2 separate regions of the Sus scrofa genome follow, and region 1 is linked to region 2. A link is a contact called in public HiChIP or PLAC-seq data. All regions are on one chromosome and are shown on one strand. Each heading gives the region's core, a stretch centred on a gene start, on an enhancer-like site or on the middle of the called end of the contact. The rest is flanking DNA. Distances are from core to core; before and after follow the strand shown.

Region 1 (2,700 bases), core at 54-2,553, 65 kb after region 2:
CACCTGCAGTGGGAACTCTGCCCCTCCTGGCCCCAGGGGATGGGCTTTCAACTCAGCAGACCTGGCTTTGGGTCTCCCCAGTACAGCTGCGGGACTCTGGGCACGTCACCGCTCTCTGGCCCTTGGGTTCCTCATTTGTAAATGCGAAGGACCACCGTGCCCACCTTTAGGGTTGTGACGTTTACACGACAGTACAGGCAAAGCACTTGAATGATGCCTGGCATGTGTGAACTCGAAGTCATGGGTGTGGACCCTGAGTCCCTGTGCTGCACTGTGGCACCGCCCTTCTCCCCAAGGCACACTCGAGACCGAGGAGGGTACACTCCAGGCTTGAGGGTGGAGGGACAGGTCCTGTGCCTACAGCAGTGGCCTGTCCTCCTGGGACTTAAAACCCAGCCCAGCCTGGCCTGGCAGGCGAGGGGTGCAGGAAGAGAGTCAGATGGCCAGAGACAGGGACGGATGGATGCTGGGTGAGGGGAGGGCCTCTGCGGAGGGGTCAGGACCACCCAGGAGGCTTGGCCCTGCTGTTTGGCTCCAACGACCCTGAGCAATAGAGGAAGTGATGGGACTGGTCCCAAAAGGGTTGGGAAGTGAAACTGGCACCCTGTTCCTTGATGTCCCCGTCCACCCACACTGAGGAGGATGTGGGGAGGTGGGGGGCCAGGGTCCTCATGTGACCTCCAGTCCCAGAAAGGTTGCTTTGCACCAACCCATCCAAGTGTGTTCCAGCCCTCAAAGGTGTCACAGAGCAGCACACAGCGCCGGGGGCCAGCCTCTCGTTCAAAGCCATAGATAAAGCCTGAACCACACTGGCTTCCTGGACAGGCGGGGGCTGAGGAGCTGCCTTCTATGTGCCTGGAGCCCCCTCGCGGGTGCCCGCCCACGGATGGCCATGTACATTTTTAGCTGGAACATTTTCCTCCCGCCGCACTCCCCAGAGTTAGGCCCTCCGTTGCTATGGAGACCCACTGGGGAAGATGCACATGGCTGATTTCATAAAGTCCTCTGAGGGCCTGGAACACGACCAATTAGGCAAGAGTAAAAGATGGGGCTCAGGAAGCCCTAGAAAAGCCCCTCTCTCCCTCTCTGGAGGTGCCGGCTGGCTGTCTTGGTGGCCAGGGGGCCGGGCAGGGAAGGGGAGCTGTTCGAGGCAGGGCCAAGCCGTCCTCAGGGAACCGCAGGGATGGGGGCGCACAGGGGAACCAGGGGCAGGGTGGAGGCTGAGGCACAGCCCCTGGATCTGGCCAGAGAGGAGCGGTGCTGACTCAGGGCTGCCCGGGACCGGAGGGCAGTGCCCAGCCTGACCGGCAGGGCTCCAGGCCAAGCTGTTCTGCCCGCATGGCCTGGGAGCTGGACCCTGAGCAGCTCATGATGGAACAGGGCCCACAGGGAGGAGGGCAGGAAGGCGAGACGACAGGCCGCCAGACACCACAATTAAGCACCAAAAATGGAAGGTTTGAGCCCTGTGAGTGCTGCCCATGGGGGAGCAACGAGGACGGACAGAGAAGGCCAGCAGCACCTCCCAGAGCGGGGGTGGGGCCCTGTGGTTTTTACACACCAAGTTTTCTCTATTGAGCTTCCATGGGAGACTTTGTTTGAAAAGTGGGCTCTACAGCTAAAAAATGAGTTTAAAAACCCCTGATCTTGAGAAGTGTGTAGGTGTTTGGGAAGGGGCCCAGATGCATCTGCAGCCTGAACAGGGCACAGGTATGTTTGGGGTGGGACGGAGGGTTGGTTTTCCTCGCGGTGCTGAAGGTTTTGGGGAGGCTTCTCTGTGTGTCCTGTGTAGAGGGACAAAGCCCAGGGCTGCAGAGCTGGAAGACCTGGCCGGGCTGGACTCCCAGCTCTGTCTCTGACAAGGGCCGTGACCGTGGGCAAGTGGCCCATTTTCTCGGAGCCACTGTTTCCTCATCTGTAATCTGGGGCAGCGAACAGTCCTCCTTTGTAGGCTACTGTGGGGATTCTGCAAGGATGGATTTGAAACTGGGTAGCAAGGCGCAGGTTGGGGCTGACAGCAAATGGAAGTGTCCCCAAGCTGAACAGAGGGTCAGGGTGGCGGGAAGGGGGGACAAGGAGGGTGCAGAAGAGCAGATTCCTTTAGAGGGCAAGGCTCCCCCTGGGGTTGGATCACGTCCCCCCCTCCCAACCCTGGGGTGCTGACCTTAGCGCCTGAAAGGAGACACCGGGGTCAGGCTGGGGCCTGGAGGCCCAGGGCCTGTAACAGGATCTGCGGCCACCTGCCCGAGACACCAGCCTGTTCAGTTCATGTTTGGTAGCAACTCGAGCTGTTTGCTGCCTGACAACTGGGCGGGGCCCCGCCCCAGGAAGATGCGAGGTCTCACCTGCTCTGCCCCCAGCTTGGCACTGGGCCGAGGGCCCACGGTCCGGCACCCTCTTGGCACCCTGACCCCCAGCTGCCCTGAGAACAGGTCTCCAGGGAGAAGGTGGGAACCCAGAACCGGCATCTCGATTGCATCCCAATGTCCCTGCTGACCCCTCCCGACCCTGTGCTGAGAGAGGAGACCAGACCTGCTGAGTGACTTTCAGCTTCTGACACTTGACCTGGGAGATGGCACGGCTGTGCCTCCCACGCCGGGATGGGAACGACGTGCATGCTGCTCAGGGTGACGGAGCATCACGCCTATAACGGGCGCCGCTCAGGGAGGGCAGGGCCACGGAGTTCCCAGGCCTTCCCGCCCT
Region 2 (2,700 bases), core at 1-2,500:
AAAACAAAAACAAAATTTTTTATTGGAGTATAGTTGTTTTATAATGTATTAGTTTCACGCGTACAGCAAAGTGAGTCAGTTATACATATATCCATTCCTTTTTCCCGTATAGGTTACTATAGAACATTGAGTAGACCTCCCTGTGCTATAAGTAGGTCCTTGTTGGTTGTCTGTTTTATACATAGTAGTGTGTATGTGTTAATCCCATCCTCCCAATTTATCCCCCACCCTCACTCCTTGTGGCTCTTTTTTTTTTTTTTTTTTTCCGTCTTTTTGCCTTTTCTAGGGCCACTTCCTGTGGCATACGGAGGTTCCCAGGCTAGGGGTGGAAACAGAGCTGTAGCTGCCGGCCTACACCAGAGCCACAGCAACGCGGGATCTGAGCCGCGTCTGCAACCTACACCACAGCTCACAGCAATGCTGGATCCTTAACCCACTGAGCAAGGCCAGGGATCGAACCTACAACCTCATGGTTCCTAGTCAGATTCGTTAACCACTGAGCCACTACGGGAACTCCTCCATGTGGCTCTTAATAGTTTACTGTGAGCTTCCACATATATTTTCTTAGTAGTTCTTCGCAGGCATTCTGAAACCAGCAAAACAGATGCTATCCCCCTTTTACAGATGAGAAAACTGAGGTGAATAGAGATGAAGCAGCAGGGTCATAGGCGCATAGCTAACAAATAGGTGACACAGGAGTTCCGACGTGGTGCAGCAGTTAACAAACCCGACTAGGATCCATGAGGATTCGGGTTCGATCCCTGGCCTCTCTCAGTGGGTTAAGGATCTGGCGTTGCGTGAGCTGTGGTGTAGGCCGGCAGCTGTAGCTCCGATTTGACCCCTAGCCTGGGACCCTCCATATGACGTGGATGCAACCCTAAAAAAGGCAAAAGAAATAAGTAATAAATAAATAAATAAATAAATAAATAAATAGGCGAGATAGTACTTTCAACTGAAGGCTTCTGAGCCCAAGGGCCAGTGTTGGGATTTGGACTTTGTTATTTGGGACTTTGGGCCTTAATAGCGTCCATTTACAAAGGAGCCAAAAATAGTACCAGGCTTTACAACCGTGTCAGCATAATATGGTGATACCCGGAGTAGATGCATTGCAACCGGAGGTTGAACTAAATGGAAAGGGGTTGTGGTTATTAGGATGGACTAGAAATCTTTCCAGCCGGATGAGCACATGTATCCCAAGCGTGAACCCTTCCTACGGCTTTGCAAATTATAGCTTTGACACCGGGCAGAATGATAAATGCTCATCGGGTTAATCTTATCCTGTTCGCCTCGGCAGATGAATACAAACACTAAATTATGCTTAGACGTTTACGGCTTAGTATCAGGTAGCTTGGCGACGTGCGAGATCGTTCTGGCCACCTCCAAGGCGAGAGCATTTTGCCTCAGCCTCCACCGCCTCCTGGTGCTTCTCTGCTGGCTTTTAGAGGTTTCTGAGGGTAACGCTGGGCCCAGTGTCGAAAGTAGAAAATCTACATGGTTGGTATTAGGCAAAATTTAAAGCTTTAAAAGACCAAAAGAATTTGGCTTACCCAAAGGGCTGGATAAAACCTTCTGAAAACGTAACTTTCCTGTTCCTTTCTCCTCTTTCTCCCCCTCTCCCACAAAGGCTTGAGCTCTGGAAACTGGGAGAGTTAAGTGATTTCCTACTTTTCTGTTTCAAAGATATATGACAATACAGTCATTAAGAGGAGGGCTATTCAGATGTAACACTGCTTACGCAGCACCAATGAAATTCAAACTTCAGTTTTTTAAATAGGATTCAGTAAAATAATAATTTGAATTTAAGGTGAATACAGTATACATCATTGTTATTTATTGAGGTAGAGCAACATTCTCAAGTGCCCTAAATTTCGTAGATTATTTATGTTATACCTCATTAGTGCTGTTCTTTATTTGTAAGAAAGCTCTATTTTGTTTTGTTTTGTTTGTTTTAATTGTTATTTCCCCAGTACAATTTTTTTTCCTGCTGTACAGCATGGTGACGCAGTTACACCTATGTGTATAGATTCTATTTTCTCATATTATCATGCTCCATCATGAGTGACTAGACATAGTTCCCAGTGGATCTCATTGCTAATCCATTCCAAAGGCAATAGTTTGCATCTCTTACTATTTTTAATACCTTGATTCTGAAGCATGTAACTCAACTGGAGAACCTGTATCAAAGAATCCTTTCGTGTGTGTGTGTGTGCGTGTGCAATCATCTGTATCTGGCTTTTTCCAAAGAGTATTTGATCATGGATCTGCAATTTTTACAATCTGTGTTTTCTTATTAGAGAAGTAATGTTTTTATTTTAGAACACACATACAAAAGTGGCACCATCTCTCTTCCTTATGTAGTTTTATGACCCACTTTTCCCCTGTGTTGCCGTCATCCACTAATCCCTGGGTTCTGGCACCTCATGTCTGGATGATTTTGGCTCCCTTTGCTCCTTGGCACTCTTTCCACTACTCCTGTCATAATTTCAGTACACAATAGACAATGATGATTTTCCAAATCTGGCTTCTCAATTTCTTGAACTCTCTCCTCCATCAGCCGCTCACGCCTTAGATTTTCTTCAACACCGATCATTTCACCCTCCATAATCTCAGCTGCATGCATCCCACTCTGATCACTCTCCCCTAATCTTCTGCCTCACTTCCTCTTGTCTCCCAGCCTCAACAGTTTTTCCGTTCTTCCCA

What was found. HiChIP or PLAC-seq counts read pairs in DNA pulled down with a chosen protein or histone mark.
Region 1: an H3K27ac HiChIP or PLAC-seq map of skeletal muscle shows a contact between it and region 2. The contact joins two enhancer-like sites. A contact is called at or near these places in 5 of 47 Hi-C or Micro-C datasets (embryonic fibroblasts, liver and skeletal muscle) and 1 of 2 datasets of contacts at active chromatin or transcription factors (skeletal muscle).

The regions. Positions count from the first base shown.
Region 1 is chr3:93,460,053-93,462,752 of Sscrofa11.1, forward strand. The region is part of intron 19 of TTC7A (tetratricopeptide repeat protein 7A); the gene reads right to left. Among named protein-coding and RNA genes, the nearest start is that of STPG4, 75 kb to the left of the region's middle. Within about 2 kb of position 1,304, at least 31 of the 83 cell types and tissues checked have an H3K27ac peak or open chromatin away from gene starts, as enhancers often do. A contact at or near this core is called in skeletal muscle, where this site is marked.
Region 2 is chr3:93,395,476-93,398,175 of Sscrofa11.1, forward strand. The region is part of intron 3 of STPG4; the gene reads left to right. Among named protein-coding and RNA genes, the nearest start is that of STPG4, 10 kb to the left of the region's middle. Within about 2 kb of position 1,251, at least 1 of the 83 cell types and tissues checked has an H3K27ac peak or open chromatin away from gene starts, as enhancers often do. A contact at or near this core is called in skeletal muscle, where this site is marked.